Linked DNA regions of Sus scrofa: all the other regions are linked to region 2. The links are chromatin contacts, called in public HiChIP or PLAC-seq and promoter capture Hi-C maps. All regions are on one chromosome and are shown on one strand. The core of a region is the stretch at or near the end of the contact, and the rest is flanking DNA. Distances in the headings are between cores, read along the strand shown.

Region 1 (3,993 bases), core at 972-3,471, 330 kb after region 2:
CCTTGGGAAAACATCAATTTAATAAAAGGTAGTGCCATAAAATCATTGATAGTGTCTTTGTGAAAATGTTTACAAAAGTCCAATGTCCAAAGAACAAAGTTAAAGGGGGTGGTTCTATTTGTAGAAAGTTAAGTATATTATTAAACCCTTGTCTTCTTAGAAATCTTCAATGACATTTTTCTACCATTTCATACATATTTTTTTAAATTTCAACTTTTTCTTCAAGCTGAATACACTACCGACTGGCTTAAAAAGAATAATTTAGCTGTCTCAACTGCGTTAATTTTATAAGCTCTTTGTCTTCTAATGCTAATATCAGAATTTTGGTATTTTTGGATTTTTCCATTCCCTCCGCTCATTTCCATAAAAAAAGACATGAAATACAATGCAATAAATTACTAGTATAAACAATGTAATATTCATTCATTCAATACTTATTGATAATCTGCTACATTCAAAGCACTATACCAAGCATTGGAGCAAAACAGGCACGGCCCTCATTCTTATACACTTAAGTCTTTTTTTCTTCATCCTTTTTAATGGTTGCACCTGTGGCACATGGAAGTTCTTGGGCCACGCATTCAATGTGAGCTGCAGTTGTGACTTACTACATAGCTGTGGCAATGCTGGATTCTTTAACCCACTGGGGATAGAACCCATGTCTCTGCAGAGACCCAACTGCTGCGGTCAGATTCTTAACTCAATGTACTACAGCAGGAACTCCATTCTTACAGTCTTAACAGTCTTAACATTAATCAAACAATCACATGAATAAATATATAATTATAAAACACAGCAAGTGCAATGAGGAAACACTTGCTATAAGGACATTTAACAGGAAGACTATCAGTGAAAAAGATAATGCACTTTCAGGGTGTTGGTGTACAGTGTTCAAAAAAGTAGCTTCTTCAAAATTCAAATACACAAAATTTGAAGGCTAACTATAAATTCAGTGTGATAAACATACCTCAGATTTATGATCAACGTGCTTTAGAAACCCAGCCCTGACTGGAGAGGTCGCAAGTTTCCTAAAGGAGTTTATAGCTCAACTGACTGCTAAAGGCTGAACAATAGTTAGCTAGTTGAAATGGGTGAGGGAAATCATTCCAGGTAGAGACACCAGGATACCTATGAGTAAGAAGGAGCTACAAGTTTTTGGGAGAGGGAAGTAATGGAAATGTGCTGAGGGAGGTTAAGGAGAGATCATATCAAGAAGGGCTTTGTATGTTATGTTAGGGAGTTTGGACATTGTTTTGAAAATAATGAGAAATCACTTAAGAATTTTAAGAAGGGAGAATAGTAAAGATCTGAACTTCTAGAAAGATCATATTTTAATGGTGTGATACGTTCAAGGAAAACATTTCAAAGAACTTGAGAAATCTATCCCCTTCACCACTCCTCTTGTTTGATAAAATTCTGTCACTATTCCACGTTAGGGGCAAAATGCTTCAGGCCATGGTACCTCATGAGTAGTTTGAAAACCACAGACCTCGGTTTTAAGATAAAAAAAAATCTGTGATCCAGGAAACTTATTAATTAGGTCAGAAAACGCAGCAGTGTAAAAGTTAGGACTGAAATAATACTTCTCTATTCTTCAAGATTCTGATATAGGCACCACCTTCCCTGGCGGCCCCATACACCACTCTAGAGCTAAAAGCCTTAAATAGAACCAGTACTCATTTCTATATCTGCTAAATAAGTTAAAAATTCCAACCTCACATGGCTGATGCATGTATTAAACAAGAGGGGCCAAACAACTAAGTATCGGCGTTAAGCTTTAGCAGCTATTGTAACAAATCGGTGATAAATACTGTTAGATATTATTTAAAAGACGCGTTACTCAGCCCAAATCACTATTTCGGGAGCATAAAAGAGCGAGAAGTGAAAAGACGACCCTTTGTTCCGAGGGCACAAACCCCCACAATCACACATCCCCGTTTTGAGATCTGGCTTGAACTCTACCACGCAAGGGACGCAGCATTCCAACTCGCTCTGTGCCTATCTCAGCTACCTTTCCTCTTCTTGGCCAATGTTGCCTCTACAGGTAAAGGCCCAACCCAGCGTTCTTCACTTTCCTCTTCATTTTCTTGGGTCACTGCCACTGCCACTGCCAGCTCTCTTTCGCTGAGTTCCGTTTTTTCTGGTTCCTCCGGGACCCGGCGCCTTCTCTTGCTCAGCTGTGAATCGCTGCCGCTTTCTGCCGCCATGTTGTCCGAATCGTCAGAAAAAGTGCGACACTCACAGCTCCGCTACCAATCCTGAATCAGCGGCGCAGCCCTCGCGTCAGCGGCGGAGAGCATTACGGGATTGGCTGGGATGGGTGGGAGCAGTTCCAATCAGTAAGCAGCGCGCGGAGGTTCTGGGCGCGGAGCCGCGACTCCGGTAGGCTGAGGAGACCTGAATTTGCGGCCCTGCGGTGGTAAGCGACGGACCGGGAAGCGCGCCCTTATGTTTGAAACTTGCCCCCGGGTTGGCATCGAGCTATGACCCCGGTAGTGGGACGCTTACGTCCGAGGAACTACCTAACGGCCAGCCAGGCCTTGAGTCCCGTTCTTCACTCTAGAACCCCGACTGTTAGGCGAGAAAGACGCAAGGGTGGGGGAATTTAAAGAACTGGTTAATTTGCAGGCCTCCCTTCAGGTGCTTCAAATAGGACTTTTTTCCTCAGCTTCTTGATTATTTCACACGGTCTCTGAAGAAAGTGGTGAGCGCTTGTTATTGTGGGGGAGAGCGAGGGGCGGGGCAGAAAACCAGGCCTAGTAACCTAAGTTACCGAGCAGCACCATCCACCCTTCTGCCTTCACTGTGGTCAAGGTTTCCATCCCTTAGTGACCTTCTGGACTTAAGCTCTCTTCTTTAAAAAAGAAAAAAAATTAATTGTGGTAAAAAAAACTACAAAATTCTCTGTTAAAAAATTGAGGTAAGGAGTTCCCGTCGTGGCTCAGTGGTTAACGAATCCCACTAGGAACCATGAGGTTGCGGGTTCGATCCCTGGCCTTGCTCAGTGGATTAGGGATCCGGCGTTGCCGTGAGCTGTGGTGTAGGTCGCAGACACGGCTCGGATCCCGCGTTGCTGTGGCTCTGGCGTAGGCCGGTGGGTCCAGCTCCGATGAGACCCCTAGTCGGGGAACCTCCATATGCCGTGGAAGCGGCCCTAGAAAAGGCAAAAAAAAAAAAATTTTTTTTTGAAGTAAAATTGACATACAATATATTAGTTTCAGATATACACTATAATGATTCGATTTTTGTATATATTGTGAAATGACGACCACAGTAAGTCTAGCTAACATCCATTACTGTACATAGTTACAGAATTATTTTTCCCCTGTGGTGAGAACTTTTAAAGTCTTCTCTCTTAGCAACTTTCAAATATGCAATACAGTATTATTAACCGTATTCAACATGCTGAACATTATGTTCCCATGATTTAGTTTATAATTGTAAGTTTGTACCTTTCAACCCTCTTCACTTATTTGCTCCTTACCCCTGCTCTGGCAACCACCAGTCTGTTCTTTGTATGTATGAGCTTGATTTTTTTTTTTCTGTTTATTTATATTTATATTTTACAGATAAGTGAGATATCATGTGAGATCATGTGAGATCATGTGGTATGTCTTTCTGTCTGATTTATTTCACCTAGAATAATGGTCTCAAGGTCCATCTACGTTGTTGGAAGTGGCAAAAGTTCATTCTTTTTTTTTTTTTTTTTTTTTTTTTTTTTTTGCTTTTTGGGGCCATGCTAGCAGTATATGGAAGTTCCCAGTCTACGGAGCTACAGCTGAGGGACTATGCCACAGCCACAGCAACTTGGGATCTGAGCCGTGTCTGTGGGCTACACTACAACTCATGGAAATGCTGGATCCTTAACCCACTGAGGTCAGGGATCAAACCCGCATCCTCATGGATACTAGTTGGCTTCATTTCTGCTGAGCAAAGTGACTCAGTCATATGTATATATATATATATGTATATATATATATACACACACACACA
Region 2 (3,576 bases), core at 403-2,902:
GCTTGTAGACAACACCAAACAAGTATTATAAAGTTATAAATGTCCGAAAAGAACAAGTTACTGAAGACATATATATTACCCACCTGAAAAAACGACTAAGAACGGCAAAGAGTTTTTTGTTTATAAAACCCAATGAAACACAGTCATAAGAGTTGGAACTAAATAACTCCATATACATTTAAATGCAAAAGCAAAATAATCGGTAACAGTATAAACAAATACTGTGGCAGCCATCTCAACAGCAGCCGATTGCTCGCCGCAGTGACCTAACTTTCATCCAAAACAAAAGTTGTCAGGTTCAGCAACTTAATAAATCAAAAACATACATTGTATATGTTCCGGGAAACTAAGATTTCTGGACCTTCTGCTGAACAAAGGCATTCTTTCCTCGGAATTGCTTAAAACTTTTCGTCCCACCGCATTCTTACAACCTCTTCTAAAATGACCAGGGTCCAGATGGTAGAAAGGAGAATAAAATCAGTTCTACTGCTTTGCACCTAAATCACTACCCCGTCCGACAGGAGAGAGGGAGAATTTAGGGCAACTTGAGAAAAAGTGGAAAACACTAAAGTTTCCTCTCTTTCCTGGCCGGGGAGCTTTGTGACTCGCAGACACTTTGGGTGAAAATTACCTTTCGGTCGGGCAGTGTCTCAGGACAGCTTTTTCAAGGCTTCGCCTGACATGATTTCCTCCCCTTCATTAGTCACTTCGGATCCAGCCGAATTTCTCTCTCCGGTGAGAGCGGATGTGGAGTGGCCTCCCGCAGTAGGAAGAGTAGGTGGCTCCGGTGGGGGTTGGGAAGCGGGCTGGCTTCCTGGTCTCGAGTTTTGCAGGAGTTTCCCAGCCCCAACTAGGATCTCCGTCGAAAAAAAAACTTTTCACTCGTGACACCGCCCGGAATTACCGTGCGAAACTCACTTCCTGCCTTGGCGAGCAGCAGGATCCAGCTCGGTCCAGGGGAACCCGGAAAACCAGCTCCACGCGCGTCGGGCGGGGGAGGGCAGGGGGCGTCAGCCGAGAGCCTGGGACTCCGGGCGACCCGCGCGCCCCGATATCCGACGGCAGGCGAACCTGGCCCGCGGGGGCAAAGATGCCACCGGGGCGCTGGGAGAGCCTCTGCCGCGCTAGGCCGCCGCCGCCTCCTCGCCGCCACCCCCGGAGCCGGGCGGCGGGGTTATTGTCTCGGTAGCGCCTGCCGCGCCCTTCGCCCGCGCGGCCGCAGCCGCGGCCGCCCGGAGCCCGAGCCGAGGGGCCGGGCAGGCTCGATGGCGGCCCCCTCCCCCGGCCGGCCGTCGGGCTGTCCGTCCTTCCGTACGTCCCTCCCCGCCTTCCTTCCCTGCCCTCGAGCCCTCTTCTCCTCCCCCTCCTGTTTTCCCGCCACCGTCCCCTCGCTCCCCTCCTCGTTCTTCTTCCCTGGCGGCGGTGGCTCCCCCGGGAAGCGCAGGGGGTGGGGGCAGGCGGCGGCTTCGTCTCCTCACAAGCTCGCGGGGCCGCGGCAGGGGCCGAGACTGCGTCCCGCGCCGCCGCGCCACATTCACTCGAGCGAGAGACTGCGAGGGGCGGGGAGGGGAGGGGAGGGGAGGGGAGGGAGGGAGCGGAGAGAAAGGAGGAGGAAGGGGGCTGGGGCGGAGGGGAGTTACTGCCTCACAGGCCGCGGAGGCAACAGCGCCACCGCCCCGGCGGCGAGGGGGGAAGAGGCTGCGCGCGGCGGCGGCTCCGCGGCGGGGGCGGGGCGGCCTCCCGCCCGCTTCGCCCCAACCTCCAACAGCCGGGCTGGAGGCCGGCGCGAGCCAGTCACCGCGCGCGGGGGCGGTGCGGGCCGACGTCGGTGGCGGCGGGGGGCGGCGGCGGCAGCGGGGGGTGATAGTCTTGGGGGCCCGGGAGGCGGGGCCGGCGGCCGGGGGTTCGCGAGCTAGGTCCGGCGTGAGGCCAGCTCTGGCCCAGGCCCGGGAGGCCTGCGTGCTGCTCCCCAGCCGCCCAAGGTGGGGATGCGGGCGAAGTCGATCCCGGCTGCCCTGCGCCCAGCCTGGAAGAAGAGAGTCCTTGGAGTTTCCGTCGTGGCGCAGTGGTTAACGAATCCGACTAGGAACCATGAGGTTGCGGGTTCGGTCCCTGCCTTGCTCAGTGGGTTAACGATCCGGCGTTGCCGTGAGCTGTGGTGTAGGTTGCAGACGCGGCTCGGATCCCGCGTTGCTGTGGCTCTGGCGTAGGCCGGTGGCTACAGCTCCGATTCAACCCTAGCCTGGAACCTCCATATGCCGCGGAGCGGCCCAAGAAATAGCAACAACAACAACAAAAAGACAAAGACAAAAAAAAAAAAAAAAAAAAAAAAAAAAAAAAAAAAAAAAAAAGAAAGAGAGTCCCTAGGCCTCCTCCACTCCTGCCAATTGAGTTTCTTTGTACAGCAGTGATCGGTGCGAAGGGTTCAAGTCCAACCCCGATTTTAAGCCTGCAGGTATCTCTTTCAACTGCAGCACTCCAACTTCCTCTAATGGCACGCTCAGTTTGCAAGAAACCACTGCGGTAGCACGGCGGAGCTTCCCACGCCGGCCTTTGCTCCGAGCTTGCTCTCGCAGAAACGCAGCTGGGGTTCCTCCAAGTCTCAGCCTCACCAGCTGAGACAAAGCTGGCGCTGAGAGGGGGAAAATGGCCCGCGAAATTGCCTCAAGATAGTGTCTTTGTTAGAGGCAACATTGGATACCCTCTGAACGCAACGTAGGCTTTCAACCCCAGCGGTTTAGATGGTGCAGTTGTTGAATTACACTGGCCCTAATGATTCAGCCTGGCAGGGTTTGCGTTTATTGCGGAGAAGAGAGCTGCTTAGGCATTCTGTCAACACATATGGCATAAAACGCCTCAACCACAACATTGCACAGTTTTTGCAGTTCCTGCTTTAAACATGTTAACAGACAAGCCGGCCTTGTTTTACCCGGAGAAAGAACGCAATAGATACGAAACAAACCATTCCCCGCCCCCAGGCTCTGCCATGCTTAACCATGTACAATGCTGGTAATTACTCTCTGTGCCCCTGAAGTCATTGCTTCAGTTCTTCCGTCTGTGTTCCAGAGATAATTATTTATTACCAACTTTGAGTAAAGAGCTGTATGCCCTACAGATGATTTTTGGCTTGCAACCAAATGAAGGAGTTGATAAAGTACATCAAAGAATTATTTACCAAAGTGAGTCGTACACTGGTGACAAACATTTGAAATAACTGCAGATATTTAAGATATTCTGCTCGAGGTGGAAACTTTCAGCCACTTCAGAACTGCTAGAATTAACACCGTTCTTTAGCCTACAGAAGAAGTTGAAGGTTCACAGATGGTACCAAAATGTTCAGGCTTATTCAGTGCTGCATCGGAAGTAAAAGCATTAAACTGAAAGTTAGGAAAAGAAACACCAGCCAGGTATACTAGTAATGCCAAGCTAGTTATTTATGTGAATATGAATCTTGGCCATTATATAAAAATTAGCATATTGTATAACCTATTCTTAACCATCGCAAAAAGATTTCTTACTCCACTTTCAAAAGCTGGTTTGAGTCTGAGCAAACTCGTGGTGTAGCTCTCAATTGAA
Region 3 (3,765 bases), core at 233-2,732, 270 kb after region 2:
TCGATAAAGTTTAACTTCTGAGAGTTAAGTAATATCTATTCCATATACTTGATGTGAGCCTGAGATAAAGAACAGGATAGTTTCTTCTTTCTTCAGGAATAAGTCATTTCAGTCCAGGTCATTTGCTCAGGCTAAGCTTATAGGTCCTATTGCTATACTAGTTAACATTTCAGTTTCTTAGTTCTACGGTCAGACAGTTCTGATATGTCCAACTATCAGTGTATGATTTTACGTTACAAATGAAACCGGTGAGCTTCTGTAATGTTTGCTGCTTACACTGTCACTGAGGGGATAAGGGTCCCTCAAAATGGATACCACAAGGAAGGTAAATGCAATTCAACTGAATTCATGGGCCTAGGGAACATTTTCACAGCCCAGTTCAAGAAGATATTGGTAACCACATAGTAGTGCATACAAGAAATAAATGCATTTGTGGTAATAAAAAATAGATGAAATAAAGCTGAAAGCATTTCAAATAAAAAGTTTCAGAAAACAATTCCAGAAAAGTAAGCCCTGCTAGTTTCCCCTAAATAATAATCAATTAAATGATCAAACGTACTCGAAGTTGTTTGCTGTGTACAGAAAATGAAAACTGACACGAATATTCCCATATACACAATACTTTGAAGTAAACTGCAGTGATTTTTAACAAACCTAAATTATATGTTGTGGTATTACGTATTTTTAAATCCTTGGCACAATAACTAGACTAAATTTCACAAATGAAGCTGAAGCCTGGTAACACTGTCATTGCCGCGTCAAGAGATAAGAGACAGAGGAAAAAACCACTTTAGATACCCGCTGTTAATGGTCTCATTTGACAGGGCTCTCCCCAGGGTAGGGAGGTCAACTACTGCCAAAAATCTCTCCGGTGACTGCAGCAGCATATAACAGAGTAAGTAATTTACCACGTATCTATTCCATTTTACAGGGCGATTCTCAAACTCAAAACCCAAAGCGAGGAAACGGCTTCCTCACGCTGGGCGCCCAAGGACAGAGAGGAGGACGAGTACTGACAGTGCTTAAGAAGGACGAGGCCTACATTCCAGAGGCAGGTCTATGTGCCATGAAGCTTCGAGAACTAGTGAGAGAAGGGGAGAAAACAGATTACTGGGAGCCGGGTTCGCAAAGTTTACCTTTCAAGGCCAGCAGGTGCTCCTGCTTGGGGGGATTCACTTCCATTGTGACCGGCACTTTGGAGCCACTGCCTACGGAGGCTGAAGCGGTTCAAACAGCCCGGAAGAAAACAGAAAAGCGCACGTCCGTGAAGACAAGGCATTAAAGACACTCCCAACAGTTTCTGTCTGCCGGTAGCGCCTTATATACTCTTCTAACCACGTCCTTTACTGACCCAACGGCTCCTTTTTACCAAAGTCATCTCTTGCCTCTTACAGGCCTATACATAAAATACTTCTCTATTTTCCAGCCACAGCCACACGCCGCTCTTTCAAGAAAGCACTCCACGGTAACAATACACAACCTCCCAAATACCTACACTGCAGAGTAATTGATATAAATGTGGCACGCTGGGATTTGTAGTTTAAAAGCCGCATGGCATGCAGGGAGATGTAGTCCCCGGTCTCCGTTCGTTAGAGGGAAGAAGTCATTGCTGGGGTAGGAGTTTCATCCCAACAATTTTCTTCTGTTTTATCCTCTCTTTTTTCCCTTAATTTTGTTCCTTCTATCAAGTTCAGACTCCTCAATAATAACAAAATAACAAAGCGCATCCACTGAAGAGTGTGCAGCCAATCAGCAAACGAGTGCCAGAAGGAGGAGCGAAGAAGTCGGCCCCGCGGCTTCTCCGCGTCGTACTGCGCCTGTGCACCAGCAGCGAGCGCCTAGGCTTCTGGGTAGGTGGCTCTACCCCGCCTCTTAGTGAAGGCCTTGACTGCTGCTTCTGCGGCACTGCACCTCCTAGGATGGCTGCCCTGGTTGTAAACAGGCCTGGTGCGGGACTAGACAGTGGTCGTCAGGGCAGCCGGGGGACAGCGGTGGTGAAGGTGAGGGACCTTGCGTACTCTGTTCTCCGCCATCTGCCTCCAGTTCATGCCGGAGATCTGGCGGCACTACAGCGGCCCTGGCTGTTGGGGGCCGGTATGCGCGGCCCTCTGGGCCCCTCTCGGCTTTACAAGCTTTGCCCTCCCTTCCTGAGGCCTGAGGTTGCATGGTCTCCTGGTCATGCTAGTCTTCTGCTTGGAGTCGCCAACGGGGACATTTGTGAAAAGGAGCCTATCGACATGTTAGAGTGACCTGGGCTGGTCTTTCTCCAGGTCCTCTGCTTGTAGTTCAGCCCAACAGGCGTTGATTAGCCTTTTTTTTTTTTTTTTTTTTTAAATTAAATTGAGCCATTATTATTGCCAGGTACTACGTTAGGTATGTAAGATCGTTAATATCTATTAGAGGTAAATGTTGATTCTCGTTTTACGGGTGAGGAAACTAAAGTTTCGAATAACACTGTATAGTGGAGCCACAGCTGACTGGCTTTAAAGTACACTTTTCACTATCGTATTACTTCTGTAATGAGAGCTCTATTTTTGCTTGACCTGCTCCTTCCTTTCTTTTTGTAGTACAGTTTGTCAGCACTTTTGAGAAGTCTCCAAAAGTCCCATTAACTCTGGGGAATGTGAATTGCCCTATGACTGAACTTTGAAATTGTATCATGTGTAGATGCTCTAAAATGTATTTACTAAGAAATCAATTGAAATATGTGGAATTCGTTTTTCCATATATAGATAAATAGAGATTCGGAAGGGAGAACTGATTTCAGTGGTTTATAGAATAAGCTAGGAAGATTTATAATCTGTGCTATTGAAAATTCTTATTCCTGACTTCATATTAGAATAGCTGAGGACTTAAAAAAAAAAAAAATAAAAATTAGGCCCCCGGTTCTGATGAAGTTGACATCAGTGTATTTTTTTCATTCCCAGAGTGGTTTTAATGCACAAACTGTTCAGAACCACTGGGTCAGATATCTGAAATTTTCTTAGAATCTTAAATAGTAGACACCTATGATTTTTCACCTAATGTTGGTTTTATATGACATCAAATGATACATTTCTGCTAACAACTGTATTAATCAGTATTGGTAGTTGTTGATTCATCTGACCTTTATATGTTAATGACATTCTGAAGTACATAGACTATCTGAAATGCAGAAGAGCGCTCTTATTAAGCTTGTTGTATGGTTGAGTTTTTATTTATTGAATTATTCTTTTTCTTTTTTAAATTTTATTTACTTAATAATGATTTTTATTTTTTCCATTATAGCTGGCTTAGTGTTCCTTTTTTTTTTTTTTTTTTTTGTCTTTTTAGGGCCACACTCGTGGCACATGGAGGTTCCCAGGCTAGGGGTCCAATTGGAGCTGTAGCCGCCAGCCTACACCACAGCCACAGCAGTGCAGGATCTGAACCTTATCGGTGATCTACACCACAGCTCATGGCAATACCAGATCCTTAACCCACTGAGCGAGGCCAGGAATTGAACATGCATCCTCATGGATACTAGTCAGGTTCATTAACCACTGAGCCATGATGGGAACTCCAAATTAGGCTTTTTCTTTTTCTTTTTTTCTTTTTTTTTTTGCTTTTTAGAACTGCACTTAATGGCATATAGAGGTTCCCAGGCTAGAGGGTGAATCGGAGCTATGGGCTGCTGGCCTGTGCCACAGCCACAGCAAAGCCAGATCCGACCTACAGCACAACTCCCAGCAACGCTGGCTCCTTAGCCCACTGAGTGAGGCCAGGGATCGAAAGGGCATCCTCATG

What was found. Promoter capture Hi-C pulls out the DNA fragments that hold promoters and counts their contacts. HiChIP or PLAC-seq counts read pairs in DNA pulled down with a chosen protein or histone mark.
Region 1: a contact with region 2 is called in a promoter capture Hi-C map of fetal liver, with 2.3 times the contacts expected there. The contact joins the promoter of PPWD1 here to the promoter of ERBIN in region 2. A contact is called at or near these places in 1 of 5 promoter capture datasets (fetal liver) and 1 of 2 datasets of contacts at active chromatin or transcription factors (alveolar macrophages).
Region 3: an H3K27ac HiChIP or PLAC-seq map of alveolar macrophages shows a contact between it and region 2. The contact joins the promoter of TRAPPC13 here to the promoter of ERBIN in region 2. A contact is called at or near these places in 1 of 5 promoter capture datasets (fetal liver), 5 of 47 Hi-C or Micro-C datasets (alveolar macrophages, brain, embryonic fibroblasts and 2 more) and 2 of 2 datasets of contacts at active chromatin or transcription factors (alveolar macrophages and skeletal muscle).

Annotation. Positions count from the first base shown.
Region 1 is chr16:44,078,862-44,082,854 of Sscrofa11.1, reverse strand. PPWD1 (peptidylprolyl isomerase domain and WD repeat containing 1) reads right to left here and starts at 2,221. Exons shown (of 11, transcript NM_001244421.1): 1 at 2,012-2,221. The coding sequence starts at 2,207. CENPK (centromere protein K) reads left to right here and starts at 2,291. Exons shown (of 12, transcript XR_002339607.1): 1 at 2,291-2,419.
Region 2 is chr16:44,413,182-44,416,757 of Sscrofa11.1, reverse strand. ERBIN (erbin) reads right to left here and starts at 1,652. Exons shown (of 24, transcript XM_021076809.1): 1 at 632-1,652.
Region 3 is chr16:44,144,351-44,148,115 of Sscrofa11.1, reverse strand. TRAPPC13 (trafficking protein particle complex 13) reads right to left here and starts at 1,482. Exons shown (of 13, transcript NM_001244746.1): 1 at 1,137-1,482. The coding sequence starts at 1,182. TRIM23 (E3 ubiquitin-protein ligase TRIM23) reads left to right here and starts at 1,825. Exons shown (of 11, transcript XM_003134013.5): 1 at 1,825-2,000. The coding sequence starts at 1,920.